Regions from separate parts of the Mus musculus genome. Here regions 1, 2, 4, 5 and 6 are each linked to region 3. The links are chromatin contacts, called in public Hi-C, HiChIP or PLAC-seq, Micro-C and promoter capture Hi-C maps. All regions are on one chromosome and are shown on one strand. The core of a region is the stretch at or near the end of the contact, and the rest is flanking DNA. Distances in the headings are between cores, read along the strand shown. Region 1 holds the start of Fkbp11 (FK506 binding protein 11). Region 2 holds the start of Adcy6 (adenylate cyclase 6). Region 3 holds the start of Col2a1 (collagen, type II, alpha 1). Region 4 holds the start of Wnt1 (wingless-type MMTV integration site family, member 1). Region 5 holds the start of Slc38a4 (solute carrier family 38, member 4). Region 6 holds the start of Cacnb3 (calcium channel, voltage-dependent, beta 3 subunit).

The links. Promoter capture Hi-C pulls out the DNA fragments that hold promoters and counts their contacts. Hi-C and Micro-C count contacts between places; a contact is called where the count stands out from the background. HiChIP or PLAC-seq counts read pairs in DNA pulled down with a chosen protein or histone mark.
Region 1: a contact with region 3 is called in a promoter capture Hi-C map of embryonic stem cells, with 4 times the contacts expected there. The contact joins the promoter of Fkbp11 here to the promoter of Col2a1 in region 3.
Region 2: a contact with region 3 is called in a Micro-C map of embryonic stem cells, with 2.2 times the contacts expected there. The contact joins the promoter of Adcy6 here to the promoter of Col2a1 in region 3. A contact is called at or near these places in 5 of 39 promoter capture datasets (the SN4741 cell line, embryonic stem cells, frontonasal cranial neural crest and 2 more) and 2 of 484 Hi-C or Micro-C datasets (both in embryonic stem cells).
Region 4: a contact with region 3 is called in a promoter capture Hi-C map of embryonic stem cells, with 18 read pairs. The contact joins the promoter of Wnt1 here to the promoter of Col2a1 in region 3. A contact is called at or near these places in 3 of 39 promoter capture datasets (embryonic stem cells and pre-B cells), 5 of 484 Hi-C or Micro-C datasets (all in embryonic stem cells) and 2 of 115 datasets of contacts at active chromatin or transcription factors (both in embryonic stem cells).
Region 5: a contact with region 3 is called in an H3K4me3 HiChIP or PLAC-seq map of embryonic stem cells, with 4 times the contacts expected there. The contact joins the promoter of Slc38a4 here to the promoter of Col2a1 in region 3. A contact is called at or near these places in 1 of 39 promoter capture datasets (hippocampal neurons), 1 of 115 datasets of contacts at active chromatin or transcription factors (embryonic stem cells) and 1 of 9 other capture datasets (liver).
Region 6: a Hi-C map of embryonic stem cells shows a contact between it and region 3, with 3 times the contacts expected there. The contact joins the promoter of Cacnb3 here to the promoter of Col2a1 in region 3. A contact is called at or near these places in 1 of 39 promoter capture datasets (embryonic stem cells), 2 of 484 Hi-C or Micro-C datasets (both in embryonic stem cells), 1 of 115 datasets of contacts at active chromatin or transcription factors (embryonic stem cells) and 1 of 9 other capture datasets (adipose tissue).

What each region holds. Positions count from the first base shown.
Region 1 is chr15:98,726,871-98,729,781 of GRCm38.p6, forward strand. Fkbp11 (FK506 binding protein 11) reads right to left here and starts at 1,328. Exons shown (of 6, transcript NM_024169.4): 1 at 1,087-1,328; 2 at 813-878; 3 at 341-428; 4 at 30-63. The coding sequence starts at 1,215.
Region 2 is chr15:98,603,341-98,606,524 of GRCm38.p6, forward strand. It overlaps Adcy6 (adenylate cyclase 6), which reads right to left and starts at 1,392. Exons shown (of 21, transcript NM_001368413.1): 1 at 534-1,392. The coding sequence starts at 1,391.
Region 3 is chr15:98,003,224-98,006,092 of GRCm38.p6, forward strand. It overlaps Col2a1 (collagen, type II, alpha 1), which reads right to left and starts at 1,501. Exons shown (of 54, transcript NM_031163.3): 1 at 1,186-1,501. The coding sequence starts at 1,270.
Region 4 is chr15:98,788,491-98,791,421 of GRCm38.p6, forward strand. It overlaps Wnt1 (wingless-type MMTV integration site family, member 1), which reads left to right and starts at 1,367. Exons shown (of 4, transcript NM_021279.4): 1 at 1,367-1,802; 2 at 2,374-2,627. The coding sequence starts at 1,699.
Region 5 is chr15:97,054,691-97,057,761 of GRCm38.p6, forward strand. Slc38a4 (solute carrier family 38, member 4) reads right to left here and starts at 1,266. Exons shown (of 16, transcript NM_027052.3): 1 at 1,165-1,266. All of the region lies in intron 1 of Gm32840 (a long non-coding RNA gene), which reads left to right.
Region 6 is chr15:98,633,427-98,636,202 of GRCm38.p6, forward strand. It overlaps Cacnb3 (calcium channel, voltage-dependent, beta 3 subunit), which reads left to right and starts at 1,341. Exons shown (of 13, transcript NM_007581.3): 1 at 1,341-1,787. The coding sequence starts at 1,743.

The sequences.
Region 1 (2,911 bases), core at 78-2,577, 720 kb after region 3:
CAGTCAGGCCCCGGCCTTCAGATACTCACCCCACACACATGTCCAAAAGGCTCTGCTCCAGACCTTGAGGAAGAAGGCAAAACTGAACTAGAAGCTACATATCTTCCCCACAGTACCCAAGAGGAAAATCAAAGGCTCCCCGTCATCAAATGAGCTTAGCTCCACTTCTCAGACTCTCTGCCGCAGTGATGTGTGGGGCAAGAAGAGTGTTAGAAGTGGAGTCTGAGGTAGCGGGAGAGCCTTGGGATCCTTTTCATTCTAGCGGCTGTTCCAGAGCAATACAGCCGGCAAGCAAGCAAGGGCTTAGGCTAGGGAGAGGTCAGAGGCACGGGGCACATACCTGGAATCACCTGCTTTTGGCCGAGTTCTATGACCAGAGGATCTCTGGTCAGAGAAGTGTCAATAATGCGTCCATCTACCAAACTGCCCTGAAGACAAAAAAAAATGGTGGGTCTAAACCCACCATTCTTCCCACAATTTGGGACCACCCGGAAGGAAGCAACCCCTTTAACAAACTTGTGTCCTGTCCCCATCTCCTTCCACCCACCACCACCATGGGCAAGAAGGAACAGGAAGCCCCACGGGGCTGGCGCTTCTTGGAGCTCTCTCTATCCTTCTTTTCTCAGCGCTGGAGAGGAATCGGCAGAAAACAAGGAAGAAAGAGAAGCAGGCGAGAGGACGCCCCCACGTGCGGGCTGATCCTAGGACTCAAGTTCTCTAGGATAGCTTGCCACGTGTCCAAGCCAAAGCTGACGTGTTTCAGCCGGGCGCCGCCCCTCCCAGGCCACGCCCCGGACCCCCAAGCCCCTCACCGTGTAGTGTATGTGGAGCGTGTCTCCAATGGCAGCAGATTCCGTGCACGATTCAGGGGGCTGCACCTACGATCAGACTACAAGGGTCAAGGCTGCTCCTCCTAAGCTCCTCTGGAGACCCAGCACCTTTTCCCCCAACTCAGTTCCTTCGCTTCTTTCCTCTTCACTCTCACAGGACCATTTAGAGTCCCAGGCTTCCCCGCGATCCCTGGCCGTAAAGGGGAACGGCGGGACATGGGGTGGGGGGAGGGGAGTGGCACCACAGTCTCCTCACCAGGGTCTCCACTTGGAGGGTCCGGACAGGACTTTCGGTTTCTGGCCCAGCCTCAGCCCGGCACACCGCCCCACTGAACAGTAGCAGCAGTAACAGCTGGAGTGGTAGGAGCAAAGGGCTCAGGGTCATGATTGGACCGGGTCAGAGCACCAGGATACCAGGGCAGGCTGTTCGGGTGCACGCGACCAGGACGGGTTCCCTCACTCCAGGCCAGACTGGTATGGGCGGGTTTTCAAGGCGCTAGCTCCTCCTCCTCCTCCTCTTGCAGCCCTCCCTCCACTTTGTCCCCACCTCCTAGAGGGGAAGAGACTGCAGAATTCCCTAACCTGTGATGGAGGTCGCGGATGGTGACCCATCTAACAGTCTTTCTGACCCATGACGACGGCTGGATCATGTAATAGCACATATTTGCCATTACCAACTGTAAAGAGGGGCGTTCGTTTGTCTCTAACCTGCGAATGGCCAGGAAAGGGAGGCACACACTTGTCCCCATTTCATAGCTAGGGCACTTGCCCAAGGTTAACATGGCAACTGGTGACAGTACTCAAGCACAGGGCTAGCATTTGTGCTCTGCTCGGTCTTCTAAGATCTGTCCCTTTCCACTAAGCCCAGAGGCAGGTGTCCAAGTCGGCTGACCCTTCACACTCCTGTTCATTCTGCTCTCGGGTATGTCCAGAAAGAGCTGGCGGCTTCTCCAGCCTCCTGTCTTGGGAAGCATTACGGGGCATCTTCCTGTAAAAAGTGATCCATCACAGATCTTCTCCTACCAGCAATGGCGTTTCCTTCCTGTTTTCCACAAATCCTTTTCACAACAGCAGCACGGACACCAGTCTTGTGTTTATGCAAGGACTTCAGTTTTTAAAGGGGGCTCAAGTAATTTTAGGCAGCCTTACCAGTTTCGAATTTCATGGTCTGAACACTCACTGACAACCTAAGCTGTGGTACCCAGCTCCTGGTCACTCACTCAAAGGCTGTCTGGCATGGTGTCCTTCCATACCATATTTATTCTCAGGCTGTTTCTTGGTTCGTTGTCTTCTTTAGCATTGATACCGGTTGTAAACACAATTCCACCTGTGTGTCTGGCCAGCAGCTCAGACTACACACACACACACCCAACACACACTTCCTCTTATTTGGAAGAACCTGACCTCCCTGACCTGGCTGTCTTGGTGGTTCTCCTGTACCGACATTCTGAGATTTCTTCCATCTCTAATACCCAACCAGTTTCCTTTGGGATTTCCTCTTCCAGCCCCATTAGCGAGTGCCTCCATATATAATGCTATCATTCTAATTAAGCTCTCATGTTCTCTGGGGGTGGCTTTGTGGTATTGGGGATCCAGTCCAGGCAGGGCTCTGCTCATACCTGGCAAGCGCCTTAGTTAACACCCCTAACCCAGGAATTATTTTTTAAATGCTCATTGTCAGAGGCTGGATAGATGGCTCAGTGCTTAAGAGAGTTTGCTGCTCTTCCAAAGACCAATTCCCTGCACACACATCAGATGGCTCAAAAAGTCTGTAACTCTAGCTCCAAGGACTCCAATGCCCTCGTCTAGTGTCCATATACACAATAAAAATAAATCTTAAAAAAAAAAAAGCAAAACCCTGCCTTCCAGATGTTGTGGTACACACCTTTAATTCCAACACTCAGGGGGCAGAGGCAGACAAATTCCTGAGTTTCAGGCCATGTAGGACTACACAGTCAAACTCTCTTTAAAGAAGCAACAAAAACAAAACACTGGAACCTGAATTGGTACAGTGGGATAGGGTGGTGCACACCTTGAACCCCAGCATGGCTACATAAAACCCCCCTCAAATACTAACTGAA
Region 2 (3,184 bases), core at 142-2,641, 600 kb after region 3:
TCTGTCCCTTTAAGAGGTCTGACAGTGCCCTGCGGGGACTCTGCTCCACAACAAACTAGCTATAAAGTTACTGTTAAAAAGGTATGTACTGTTCCAAGCAGGGAAGGGCATGAAGCCCAAGTACCCAGCTCCTCACCCCAGGAGCCCCAAGCAACTTTCTCTTTGTTTTTGAGGCCATGGTGGGCTACAGGCCACAGCTTCTGGCAAGGAGCAGAAAGGCCTTGCTTATGGAAGCTTTGCAAAACTACCTACAGCTGCTTCTTCGTAGGAGTAACAACAGGGCTTGAGTCTCAGAGGTTACCAAGAGGTCAGGGAGACCTGCACATGGCATGTCTACTGACCTAAGCCAAAGAGCTGAAGACTGGCCTGTGGTGACACACTACAGACCTGTTCCTCGTCAATGCTCACTGATACAAGTCCCAAGCAGAGGCTAGCCCGTGAAGCTTGGCCTGATCGATCTAGACATGGCTATATCGATACTGTGTCCCTCCATCAGCAAGTTCTCTTTCCCACCCTCACTCTGTCACACCTACCTGCTTCCAAAGGAAGGGGTCGCTGCTGTTGAGCTGCCAGGCCAAAATCAAATGCAGAGTAGAGAGGCCCAGGCCGCTGAGTACTGCGGCTCGCATGCGAATGGGAAGAAGAGTGTAGGTGATGTAGACGAAGAACACGGGGCACCAAAGGCCCGCCGAGGGGCTGTGTGGATTGGCTGCCAGGGCACCCCCGACTTGCACGGCTGCTAGGATGCCCAGGACCACATAGCTCACCACCCACATGGAGTCCTGGCGGAAGCTGTGTCGGTTACACACCACCATGAGTACCACAAAAAGGACAGAGGCACAGGTCAGCAGGGCCACGTAAGCAGGCTGAGGCTGGGCAGGCGCAGCGTGGAAAGTCAACAGTACAGCCATGAGCAGCACCAGCACCGCCATGAGCAGCGTGAGGCTGCTCTGGTTCATCTGGAAGAAGTACCGCTGGTACAGCCGCTCCAGCTTGGCAGAGCGGAACTGCTTAGACTGGAACACCTGCACAAGCCGGTGCCAGCAGGACGGACCGCTCCGAGGCGATGTATCCGGTGCCACTTCAGCTGTGCCCATCGGTGTGGTCACCTCAGTGTCGTCAAACCCCAAGGCCACTGACCGCAGCCCCAGCTCCACACCCCTGCCCGGGCCCGCCCTCCTGATGAAGGCTTCATCCTGCCAGGGGCACCGAGTGTGAGCTGCAGGAGTGGGGCTGGGTGGCTCCGCATTCTTGAGGCAGCTCATGTAGCGAGGTGCGCAGAAGCCACTGGCTCGATTCGCGTGGCGTGGGCGCTTCTGCCCATTGCGTTCCCCCCAAGCTGTTTTCCGTTCATCCACTTTGGGAACCAGGAGGCCACTAAACCATGACATGCTGCTGGGAGGAGAGACAGGGAATGGTATTAATACCACTGCGTGGCCACAGCCACCATAGTAGCCTGTGACCTGAGCGCTTCCTACAACTCTGGTCTTCATTCCCACCATCTTCCCCCCCTTCTCCCTCTTGCTCCAGCCCTGCTTGCTTGCTTCTCGTTGTGGATGGTTGTGAGCCACCATGTGGTTGCTGGGACTTGAACCCATGACCTCCGGAAGAGCAGTCAGTGCTCTTAACTGAGGAGCCATCTCACCAGTTCCCATTCCCACCGTCTTGATAAAACTGCCCCAGGAGAGGCAGCTGCACCCCCACTCAAAGGTAAGGAACACAGACACATGGAAAAGACCCAGCAACCATATAAGTAAAGGATCTGAGAGCTAAGTTTTTAAGAGCACTCCCCATACTTCTGAAGGACTCTGGTTCAATTCCTAGCACCCACAAAGCAGATCTTACAACTGTTTATGGCTCCAGCTCCAGGGGCTTTGACTTTCTCATGCAAACATGCATGAAAGCAAAACACCAATGCACATAAAAGCATATTTTAAAAAATTGAGCTGGGTGTGGTGGCACACGCCTTTAATCCCAGCACTCGGGAGGCAGAGGCAGGCAGATTTCTGAGTTCGAGGCCAGCCTGGTCTACAAAGTGAGTTGCAGGGCAGCCAGGGCTACACAGAGAAACCCTGTCTCAGAAAAGAAAACAAAACAAAAACAAACTACACACAAGCCTAATACATCTTGTCAACAGAATATGTTCTGCTGTGAACTGTTGATCGTTGACCTCTACACAAAAGGGATTCTTTCCATATCCTTCCTTCCTTCCTTCCCTCCTTCCCCCCTCTCTCTCTCTCTCTCTCTCTCTCACACACACACACACACACACACACACACTCTTCAGCAAACTAAATTCAATTTCTCCCACAGGTCACAGTTTAAACGTTACTTCCTCACGGAAAATTTCCCAGCCCCACCCCTAAGACTACGTTTGGTCCAGTTTAACCTCTGTTCATCTCCTCCACAGTACTTATTGCCATTATAATTAAATCATTTCTCGTTTAACGTACGCCTCCGTCCCGGGGACTACAAGCTTTGTGCATGTAGAAACTATACCTATTTTTGTCAGCACTTCATCTCCAGAGCTATTGGGGCTAACAGTAGGTGCTCAATAAACGTAGGAGCAAACAATAAGGAGGAAAGGAGGGAGGGGAGTGCGGCTCAGTGGTAGAATGCCTGTTTAGAACACACAAGGCGTTGGGTTCCACACTTAGTATCACAAAGAGCTGGGTGGAGAGCCGACAAGGAGAAAGAACATGAATGCTTTAGAGCAGTCCACATGGAATAACTAATAACCCAGCTAATTCTGACAGTCCAGGTCCCGTGTCTTCCTCATCACACCTGTCACACCAGCCTGTCTGCTGTTCCCCAGTATGCCAGGCTCTGCCCAGGCTGGTACCCTGGTACTTGCTGTTCCCAACTGGAATAGGAGCTCCTTTAGGTCACAGCCCAAGTCCCTTATCAGCTCTGCTCTCTCACAGCCTTTTAAAATAGCAACTCCCTTTCCTGGGGCTCCGTATCTCCCTCCCCAGCTTTATAATTTTTCTCTCTCCCCGCAGCTCTTATCAGCAACTGCCGTTCTATAATTTTCCTTTTTCTTATTTGCTCGTCGGCACTCCTAACAGCCGTGCCAACTTGGGAGAGCCAAAGATTTGGGTGTTTGGTTGTGTCCTGTGGTGCCCGCTGCTCCTCAACGTTTGCTGAGCGGATGGATGGCCGGCCACTAGCTATATTATATTTT
Region 3 (2,869 bases), core at 251-2,750:
TGCGCGGCGGGGTCGGAAAGTGCTATCCCGGGCTTCTCGCGGCAGCGCTCCCCGCTCTAGCCCTGCCCCCCGCCGGGTCCGCCAAGCTAAAGAGCAAAAAGTCCGCCCGGGCCCGCCTCCTTCTAAAGCATCTCTGGAGACAGCCTGGTGGCAGGGGAAAGAGCACAGAGTCTCACGGGCAGAGGGTCTTTGATCCCCACCTACTGTCCAAACAGTTTCACCTGCGATTGATTAACAGTCTGTAACATACAGAGAAAGACAGGGCTGGAACCCTACCCGTCGGAAACGTGCCCAAACACGTGGAAGAAAATTCTCTACCTAATACACTTTCCAGGCTTCGGTTGTCCTGAATATAATCCCAGACAGTGGATCTTACCCAGGGAGGAGATGGAAAGGTGCGGGAACCGCCCTTGGACCGAGGCTATACAGCTGCCACCTCTAACGATAGCCATACGCAGGTCACTAGCCTGACCCCATATCCATCCACGGCTACACACGCTGTAAAGTAACTCATTGTAGGGTATACAGTGTGTGTGTGTGCGGGTGGGTGCTCTTGGGGACACATTTGGAAAGCAGGTCTGTTTGCAATGTCAACGTTTTTCAGTGTCAAATTCCTGCAGCCTAACGGAGGCAAGGGGAGAGCCGAGTTTCAAAGAAGGGCTGCCCGGCTGCACCTTACTGTGGGCCAGCCTGATAGCGGAGGGGACTGGAGAGCTGCGCTGAAGTCGCCGGGAGCCGCTTTTTCTTTGTGGCCTCAGATTTCAACCCATCAGGGTCAGAGTTAGTTCTTTGTCTAGCGCCCCTTTGAGTTCTGCAGCGTCTAACCCCTAGACTAGGCTGATAAATCAACCCGTAGGCGTCTCTCGATTTCTCTCCTACTTTTAAGTGTGGGGCTTCTTTTACTGAGCTCGAAACGTCCTGGTCAAAGCTGGTGGAAGGTGATGCGTCTGTGTTCAAACCTGTTGCATATCCTTGCTTAACGCAGGGACCTGAGAAAGTCTCCAATCGTGACTCTCACTGAAGATGCTGCGACAGAGGTCCTTACTCGCAGAATTAGGATCAGTGTACTCCTGTATACTCTGCGCTTAGGACTTAGCGCCCTAACCCGGACCAGTACTTGGGGGAGGGAGTAGGAGGAAAAGGGTCACAAGTCAGGGAAGTAGGCAGGGGCGGCGGGCGACTTACGGGCATCCTGGCCCTGACACCGTAGGACCGCGGCGATGAGCAGCGTCAGCAGCACCAGCGACTGGGGAGCCCCGAGGCGGATCATGGCTCACCGCGAGGCCTGGCAGAGCCTGGCCCGGGCGAAGCGCAGCGAGGCGGCAGAGCACGGAGCGGGTCCGGGTCTCTACCGCTCCCTCATGCAGGAGGCCCTAGGAGCAGGAGGAGGCAGGAGACCCGGCAGCCCAGCGGCGCTCTGCGTCTTCCCCCGGCAGAGGCTCCAGTTATATGCTCCCGGTCGCTCCAAAGGCTGGCAAACCGGCCCAAACCGCGGGCCGCCCCCTAGCCCCCCGCGGGGCTGTAACCTGAGACCCCGCCCCCGGAGCCCGCCCAGGCCGGACCAGAGCCCACACCTGCCAAGGCCAGTCGCCCCTTTCGTGAGCCCAGCTTCCCGCCCCCAATGTGCCCAGTGGCCTGATCGGGCGGGGCACCGAGACAGCCTCCGGTCGCCCCCACTTGGGACTGCCACACTGCCCCCTCTAACCACAGGCGGGAAGGGGGGGAGCATCGGGCCCCTTTCCTCGGAGTTCTGCTGGGGTTAGAAGGGAGGGGGTTGTTTGCAGAGGCATAAGCCTGGAGTTTTAGACCCAAGGCAGAGAGGACGAAGCAACAGAAAGGAGCAAGAAAGGTGGGGATGGGGAATTTAGGAGGCGGGGAGGTGCGTGGGGGACCAAAGCATGAGCAGATGGACGTTGTCCAGAATCCTAAATCTGGGGGACAGTTTTCCAGACCTGCCTTCCAGCTCCTTTGCGGAGTACCTGCCCGTGAGCTCCCACCTGGAGTCTCGGGGACCACAGCCTCCCTAACCCATCCCCCATCCAACTAGCTAGAAAAGGCCTAGGTAGAAGGGGGAACTGAGCGGGTGGCTAGGACAGGGTCTGGTGAATTCCTACACAGAGGGAGACCTGTGTGGAGGTCTAAGGGGCGAACAGGCCAGGGAAGGGACTAACGGGACTGCAGACAACCCCGGGGACAAAACGGGATGGATTGGAGACGCTTGTCTAGTTCGGCTCTTCCTGGCCCAGGTTCAGGAATCTCCAGGGGAGTGGGTGCCCTTAGCCTGGATAGAGCAACCGCTGGCCAGGGACTGTTGGCCACTCTGAGGCTCTGGCCAGAGAGTCTGGAGGTGGCTCCAGCTGGACTCGGCTTTGTGAGGGGCGGGGAAAGCGCCAGAGTTTCCTAGTTATTCCCCCACCCCAACCTCATTCTCCAAGTCTTCCCCTATCCCTGGACCTCCAGCCTCACCTACCTTCCTTGCTCCCCACCCCCCCACCTTAGCCCAAACTGCGGAGGTTCGGCCTAGCCCTTGCTATGTTCCCGGAAGTCTCCTTTGAGAACAAGAGGGTGAGGATGAGTCCCCAAATACATCTTTCCTTCAGGAGTGAGATGGTCCTCCGGTGAACTTTAAGCAAAGTGAAACTTGGAAATTAAGACCTGATTTAAGCAGTAACTCCTTTGTCTCGAAGTGGGTTTCTGTGTTGCTTTCCTCCAGGAAGCTGGAAGTCCTTGGGAGAAGCCACCTCTATGGACCTGACCGACACTCCCAGGGAATGCTGGAGTGTGTGGGGGCTTACCCAGCACACCACACCACCTCAGACTTTGGGGTTTCTCAGGATGGAAACAAAGAACTTCGAGTGTGTAGAACGTA
Region 4 (2,931 bases), core at 117-2,616, 790 kb after region 3:
TTCCCTGGAACTGGAGTTACAGGTGGCTATAAGCCACCACTTGGGTGCTGAGAACAGAGTCCGGGGCCTCTGGCAGAGCAGTCAGTGCTTTTAGCCACTGAGCCATCTCTCATTCCCCCCAATTATGTTCATCTTGAGTTGGGCAGGTACGGTGGCGGAATAGGCCTGTAATCCCAGCAGTCACTGGACCATCATGGGTTCTACATATTAAACCTTTATGTTAGGTAGGGTCACACAGCAAGATCCGGTCACAAAACCAGCAACAACAAAACCAAAAGGAGCCAGCTTCTTCCCACAAGCATTCTTTCCCTCAGGTCTTCAGCTCCATCTGACAGCTACTCGGCTGGTGGTCCTATCCTTTCTGAGCCTAGTTGCCAGAGAAACAAGCCCGGTTCATCTTCATGACTAGCACATCTAATGATAAGCACAGGTTGACTCAAGGTGCCATAGGGTGACACTAGGTACCCAGAGCGACAGAATGACACCTATGAGTGCACGTCGTTAATCACAAACACACACACACACACACACACACACACACACACACACTCATGCACCCACCTGCAAACACAATTGCAGCCTTCTGGACGTCTCCTGTCACAGCCCCACCTCCTTCCTGATACACTGCGTTAAGTGGTGACTGTAACAAAATGACTTCATGCTCTCCCTGTCCTGAGCCAAATTACACAATTATTTGGAAAGGGCTCAAAATGTTCTTCGTTAGAAGTTTCTGGATACACCAATACACAGGAGCGTGCACCCTCAGAACACATGTACACTTTGACTTAATCTCACGGGTGACACACCGACGCTTACACTCCCCCTAGCCCACAGAGGCAAACTGCTGGGCGCTTCTGAGTTTCTCACTGCCACCAGCTCGGTTTGCTCAGCCTACCCCTACACCCCACGCCCGGGAATCCCTGACCACAGCTCCACCCATGCTCTGTCTCCTTCTTTTCCTTCTCTGTCCAGCCGTCGGGGTTCCTGGGTGAGGAAGTGTCTCCACGGAGTCGCTGGCTAGAACCACAACTTTCATCCTGCCATTCAGAATAGGGAAGAGAAGAGACCACAGCGTAGGGGGGACAGAGGAGACGGACTTCGAGAGGACAGCCCCACCGGCGCGTGTGGGGGAGGCAATCCAGGCTGCAAACAGGTTGTCCCCAGCGCATTGTCTCCGCGCCCCCTGGCGGATGCTGGTCCCCGACGGGCTCCGGACGCGCAGAAGAGTGAGGCCGGCGCGCGTGGGAGGCCATCCCAAGGGGAGGGGTCGGCGGCCAGTGCAGACCTGGAGGCGGGGGCCACCAGGCAGGGGGCGGGGGTGAGCCCCGACGGTTAGCCTGTCAGCTCTTTGCTCAGACCGGCAAGAGCCACAGCTTCGCTCGCCACTCATTGTCTGTGGCCCTGACCAGTGCGCCCTGGTGCTTTTAGTGCCGCCCGGGCCCGGAGGGGCAGCCTCTTCTCACTGCAGTCAGCGCCGCAACTATAAGAGGCCTATAAGAGGCGGTGCCTCCCGCAGTGGCTGCTTCAGCCCAGCAGCCAGGACAGCGAACCATGCTGCCTGCGGCCCGCCTCCAGACTTATTAGAGCCAGCCTGGGAACTCGCATCACTGCCCTCACCGCTGTGTCCAGTCCCACCGTCGCGGACAGCAACCACAGTCGTCAGAACCGCAGCACAGAACCAGCAAGGCCAGGCAGGCCATGGGGCTCTGGGCGCTGCTGCCCAGCTGGGTTTCTACTACGTTGCTACTGGCACTGACCGCTCTGCCCGCAGCCCTGGCTGCCAACAGTAGTGGCCGATGGTGGTAAGTGAGCTAGTACGGGGTCCGCCACTTGTCCTGGGGCAAAGAGCCAGGCACGGGCCTTACCCAGCTCCCACGCTGTGGGGATCACCAACCTACAGACCCCCCTCGTGCATTGTGACTTCACATCCAGGGTGCTCACACCTAGAACTAGCTCTGCTGAAGTGGGGGCACATCATTGGCATGCAGAAGCCCAGATACACCAGGCTCAGAGACCATTCCCATTTAATACGACCCCGTTTCTGCTGAGCAACAGGTCCCAACCTCGCTGTGGTGGGTGCTCAGGTGTCCCTTAGGTCTTGAACCAAAAAAAAAAAAAAAAAAAAAAAAAAAACCAGATATTAGCTTTGAGGTGAGGGAGTGGAATTCCTAAGTTTTTCAAGGTGGGCAAGGCTGCAGGTGGGGTTTCTCCTCGGGGGCTGACTTGAAGAAAGGAAGAGCTAAGGTAGCCATGCCTTTTCTGTCCACTCACTAGACTCTGGAGCTCAGGGCCAGGCAAGGATAGGGTGGTACAGCCTGTATGGTTAGGATGCAGGTCCCCTCCCCTGGACTGAACCCTTATGCATCCCGCCAGGGGCATCGTGAACATAGCCTCCTCCACGAACCTGTTGACGGATTCCAAGAGTCTGCAGCTGGTGCTCGAGCCCAGTCTGCAGCTGCTGAGCCGCAAGCAGCGGCGACTGATCCGACAGAACCCGGGGATCCTGCACAGCGTGAGTGGAGGGCTCCAGAGCGCTGTGCGAGAGTGCAAATGGCAATTCCGAAACCGCCGCTGGAACTGCCCCACTGCTCCGGGGCCCCACCTCTTCGGCAAGATCGTCAACCGAGGTGGGTGCCCAGGAAAGCGACGCTTCCGGGATTAAGGGAAAAGCAGGGTCATCTCCAGGGCATAGGCGGGCGAAGGCAGGGAAGACATCCCAGGGTTATATGTGATCAAACTGAGAATCGCCTGGTGCCGGCAGTTACCGTAGGTCAGCACCAGATTCTTTCTAGCCTTGCGTTGTGAGCATGATCTTTAACGTTGCTGAGCCACTGGCCCACAGAAAGGGAATTCCGGATCGTGGGCGCTGGGCGACAGCTGTTTTTCCCTAGCCTTCCTCAAAGGTACCTGGGAAGCTGATCTCTGAGGGCT
Region 5 (3,071 bases), core at 16-2,515, 950 kb before region 3:
GGAACCCCAGCCCGATCCCCGCGAGGGTCCCTCCACGGGAACCCCAACCCGATCTCCAAGAGGGTCCCTTCACGGGAACCCCAGACCAATCCCCACGAGGGTCCCTCCATGGGAACCCCAGACCGATCCCTCCACGGGAACCTCAGACCGATCCCCACGAGGGTCCGTCCCCAGGAACTGATACCCTGAAGAGCCACCTACGCCTTTTCAGCTGTCTGTCCCTGCTCAGTGCCTCAAGGCAAAAGGAGTTCCTTCTGGTTGACCAAGTTGTCTCCTCCCAACTACTCCACGGTCAGTTTCCCTCTCCTCTGAAGTCCTCCATTCATGCCCGCGACCCCCACCCTACCGCGGGGTTTCGGCGCCTACGAGCTGTTGGGTGTGGCGGATCCCCGATCCCACCATGTGGGAAGCAGTCTCGGCTCTAAATCAAATTCTCACTTTGCTCCAGGCTCTTGGGACTCCTTAGAGTCCCCAAGCCTTAGAGTTCGCACTCCGGGAGCATGCTGATCTGCTCGCCGTAAGGCAATTTAACAACGGGAGCATGCTTACAGTCAGGAAATTCAACTACCAACTATCAAGAGACCAGCGAGTCTATTTTAAACCCTGAACCCGTGTTCCCCCACCACCTCCGGCGGGCGGGGGGTCATAGGCACACTTCCAGCAACTCGGGTAGCACCTAGTGGGCACGATCCCCAAGGGTGAGGAGCCAGATCCTAGGAAGGGTGAGACCCTCTTTATAAGGCAGCTGCTATCGTTCAAGGAGGTCCCACAACAAAAATCTCAGAGCCAATAGACCTCCAGTCGGCAAGCCCACACCAGTCTCTGGAGACGGCCACGCAGGCACAGTTCGAATAGGAGCCTTCAAAAAAAGCCCCTCAAGCTATCCCCTCCGCCTGCCCTGGTTTACTTCACTTCTAGTCACTGAAATAACCCAGTTAGCCTGTAGTTCTAAGGTACAACCAACAAATTTTGACCCTACACAGTTCCGAGACCTGAATGCCCCACGTGCGCTTGTCCCCACGCGCGCGCGGGGGCACACACATACACGCGCGCACACACGCGCAAACATACACACACACACACACACACACACAAGTTAGGATCTAGCCCTAAAATTCCACGCTGAGTCGTTTTTTAAGAGAAAATATACCACATTTAACTCACCCGCCTTTCTGTCTACCCTCTTCGGGTTGGAATCCAATGGATGTGGCGGCAAGGGTTAGACCGGGAGACCCTTCCGTCTTCTCTATTGGCTTCCCAAAGAGTGGAAATTTCCATCCTGTGATAGGGGGCAGCATCTCGATCTCCTTTCTTGAGGACCCTCCCTTCCAGCCTAGCCACCAATAGCAGTGCAGGAACCTGATCTGTCAACAGAAACATCTTTCCAGGTGGAGTCTAGCTGTCCAGCTGTCCTTTTAGAGGGAAGCCTGGAGCCCAGAGAGCAATGGAGGCCCCTCCACCCGCCCTGGGTCTTGTTACCAAAGAGTTTGGTGTGAGTTCATTTTCGACTGTGAAGTTTCTTTATTTGGGGGGATTTTCCTGTGTGCAGGATATATCTACATCGTTAAGTAGGTAAAAGTAGTCAGTGTAGAGTATTCGACAAACAACTTTTTCACGGACTACACAGCTTACTGTCACCACATAACACAAAGCAAACAAATAGAATATGGTGGTCACAGTAAAAATCTCTATGCAATACAAGGGCAACCTTGCCGTCACCCACTTGTGAACCTTTCCTGTAATTCTCTTATGGGGTCCTAGTTTAAATATGATTCTGAGTACAAAGGAAGCTATAATAAACTACATTTTCTGCTCGCTAGGAGGGTCTTAAGGAAAAATATGTATATGGAACCATTTTCTGATAAAACCATTTTCTGACACTAAGCATAGTTCCCGCTTCAAAGAAGGTCCGTGTTTATTTAATAAAAGTTGCCATTCTTTTTTGGCAGAAGGGGTTCACTGGTGGAGAAGTGGCCTCTGAAGATTTAACAGACCCACCAGGGACACAGACAGGGCTTTTGGAACTCTCACGCGCCCAACGTAAATTATGAAGAGCTGCCGGTCTAACTGTCTGTCTTCAGGAAGGACACTTAGCTCTTCCCATTTCATAGCTCCTGTATTAGAACAGTACTAGAACATGGCGGCACTTCAGAAAGAAAACAATGTAACAACAGAAACATCTGCATGCTAATAAGGAACACTCAAAACGTTCCATCAGTGATAGATCTCTCTATGTCTCTTGTCTCTATGTGTGTCTCTGTCTCTGTCTTTCTCTCTTCTCTCTCTCTCTCTCTCTCTCTCTCTCACACACACACACACACACACACACACACACACACACACACACACACCTCAGATTATACAAAACAGTTCAACAGAAGGGTAGCAACAGAAGAATATATAACTTCTACCACAGCATGATTTTGTACCACCCCCCCCCCAAAAGCACAATATATATAAGAAATATTTAGTTTCACGAGAGTAGGTTAGCAATCCTGGTCAAATATGATATATACACCCTTTTGGTTTCTCCTGGCAAGAAGTTCAATTTTGTGGAGTTAGAATATAACAGAATAATTTTAAAGTCCCCTTCAGCTTGTTGAAATTGGGTTTTATTTATACTGTGCTATCTCACCATTGCCTCTTTAATAACACGTAAGGAGTGTATGTAGTAAGCTACTAGCAGGTCATAATGGCTGGACCACAATAAAAGGATTTGAGGCAGGAGAAAGATTTCTATCTCTCAGGGCCTGACCTGAGACACAGGAGAAGCCAAGGCAAGCCCATAAACAGAATATCAGTGGGGAAAAAACATGGCTGAAAGCAAATAGTTCCTTCATGCCAGCAGCTCATGCCCGAGAGATGTATAACTGCCCAACTTTTCAAAACCAGGAATCCTAGCATCCATCTTTCCTTTCTTGTCCTTTTTAATTTTTTAAAAAGTATTTATTTTACGTGTATGGGAATTCTGCCTGCACATACACCTAACATGGGCGTGTCTGGTGCTCTCAAGCTAGAAGGTAGTGTCGGATCCCATGAAACTACGATTACAGGGAGTTGTGAGCCACCAC
Region 6 (2,776 bases), core at 91-2,590, 630 kb after region 3:
AACACACTGGGTTGGAGCAGTGGAAGCTGCCTCCCCCAGTTGCAGCTGGTGCCCTCAGACACAAGGGCTCCAATAAAGTTGCCTGCCGGTCCTTCAGTCAGGAGACAGACTAGGGTGTCATTAGATGAGCCCCCCCCCCCATCTTTTTCTTACCGAGGGAACAGGAAGATAAGATATAGGTGGGAAGCCAGTTGGCTTGGGTGGGTGGTCTTCCTCTCCTTTCTACCGCACAGAACCTTCTATAGATCTCTTGAACCCTTCCCAATTGTAACCGGAAGGGTGGGCAAGTGTCCTGAACTTACACCCTCCGGGGTTTCAGGAGCTAGAAGTGGCAAAGGGCTGAGTTGAGAAAGCGAGACACCAAGCACGGCTGGTGTCTGCCTCACATCCTCTTGGGATGCCCAAGCAGGAGGTTAAAATGCAAAAGGAAAATTTTGGTCGGGGGGGGGGGGGGAGGGATGTAAAAAGGGAGCGAGCTCAAATGATGACAGCTTTTAGAAGATCTCTTCAGAGATTGCGACTCTTTCCTCGAATGGCGGGGTGGGGGTGGAGGGCGCTGACTGGTGCTGGATGATTAGAACCAGCATCCTGCACACCGTACGTAATTCTGGTCTTTTGCAAAGCGGTAGGCTTTACCCTTCTTCCTTCCCAACCTCAGCGTCAGGATCGCACCTTTGCTCCACCCTTTAAGCTCACCTAAAACAGCCCCTTTCTGCCCCAGTTCCCGCGGATGCTTTGGCAATGTCTGGCACAATCCTTGGCAGGGAAGTGAAGAAGAGAATCTCCATCCCGGCTTAACTTGGATAAAATCTGCCCGTGCAACAGGTGTGGGGAGGCCTAGCCACCGTCCCCGAACTTCCCCCTTCTTAAGGGTCGGCCCTTTACCGCAGCCCGGAACGGAGAGGGCCGGGCACCTGTTGGGGCAGGAGCTGCTTTCATGGCACGGGTCTGGGAGCTCAAAACCATTTCTCCCTAGTACCACTGCGGGGTTTGCTTTGGGTGTCTCCAGGACTTGCAGAGAGCTGACATTGCCGGATCACCTGAGACCTCTTCCCCATCTGCTGTCCGTCCTCCTTTAGATCTCCATTTTCCTGTCTCCGCGTTCTCCCTGCCTCCAGTCCTCCTCTCTCTCCAGCCATCCTCCCCGCCGCCCGCACCCTCTCGATTCTCCACCGGGCTCGCGTCTGGTTGCGGCGTCTCTCCCCTTCCCCTCCCCCGCGCCAGCCCTTTGTTTCCCGGCGGAGCAGTTCCTGGGTTGCGAGAGTCCCTGTCTCTGCATCTCTCCTCGCCCCGCCTCCTCCCCGCCGGGATCCGCCCCGCCTGCAGCCTCTCCGCCCTTCTTCCCCGCCGCCCCGGCCCCGGAGGTGCCGGGGACCCACCTTCCCGACTCGCGTGCGCCCGGTTCCGCGGCCCCGGCGGGTCCCCCCTGGCTGCCGCGCCCCCGCCGCCCGCGTCTTCCCGGGAGGGGGTCAGGTGGGCGGGCACTATTGTTGTGGGAGCCGGCGGCAGATTCCTCAGCCGCGCTGGCGCGCTCGGGGTGGGACCGGCTGGGCTGGGGGGTGGGGAGGGGAGCGGTGATCTGAGCTGCGAGCAGCTGGTCTTCGCGGCTCGCTCCTTCCTTCGCGCTCGCGCTCTCCGCCGCCGCCGCCCGCAGGGCTGCGCGGCTCGGTGGCATCTCGGGCGCGGCCCGCCGTCCTCGCCCCCGGCGCCGCTCGCTCCCCCCACCCACCCCGGACTCCCCCATGTATGACGACTCCTACGTGCCCGGGTTTGAGGACTCGGAGGCGGTGAGTGCCCGCGGGGGAGGGTGGGGGGTGGGGGTGGGGGAGTTGGGATGACACCTCTCTCTCTTCAACCCTTCCCCCAGTTCTGCACTTTGAAAAACGCCTTGGCAGCGAGCGGGGCAGCGCGCGTAAGCCGGCGGGGGGCTCTCTAGGAAAGTGGGAAGATGGTCTCTCATAGCCAGGTATCCCAGGTACTCCGGTGTGTGCACAGGGACGCTGTAGGGGGAAGGCTCGAGCAGGTGGCCCCAAAGCTCAGGACATAGGAGGCTGAGGAGGGGAGGACAGAAGGCCCCGACACCGAGGTTTTTAGAGCGAACATGGAACATTTGGAGTTCCGTATCCTGGGTTCATGGGGTCTGAACACAACAGGGAAAGCTGAGCTCCGGGGGAGACACTCCGGACTTGTGCCTCAAGTAAATGACAAATTAGGGAGCTGGAAGAACATTAGCGACTCGCGTACCAGCCTCTGCAGACAGGAATTCTAGAACTTGGTCTCTTTTTCCTCTCTGCCCACCCCCCCTGCGCATGGCCTTGACTGCTCTCACTCACCACTGCCTCTAGCTCAGCTTCTTGGAAAGGCCACCAACCACAGGGGTGGGCCATCAGACTGTGTTCAGTCTAGCCCCCTGCAGAGGAGGGCCTGGAGGTGAGGCCAGGGGAGCTCAGGGGCATGGGGATGGGAAGGAAGCTCTTTGCTCCGAGAACCAGGCAACCAATAAATATTTAATTCTTCTCTTTGCTTTTATCTCCTGACCCACTGAGACAAATCAGCTCATTAGACAGTGATTCCCGGAGCTCAGAGAGCAGAAAGACTGCCTGGAAAGATGGGACAAGAGTTGGGGGGGGGGGTCAGTGTCAGAGCCTCATGGAGTCACCAGTCTCCCCTTAGACATCCCACTCGATATGGGAAAGGACCACTAACAGGGCTTGAAAGGGTCCCCTGACAGGATTAAATCGAGCCTTTTATCTCCGGCCCAGGAAAGAGGAGTGGT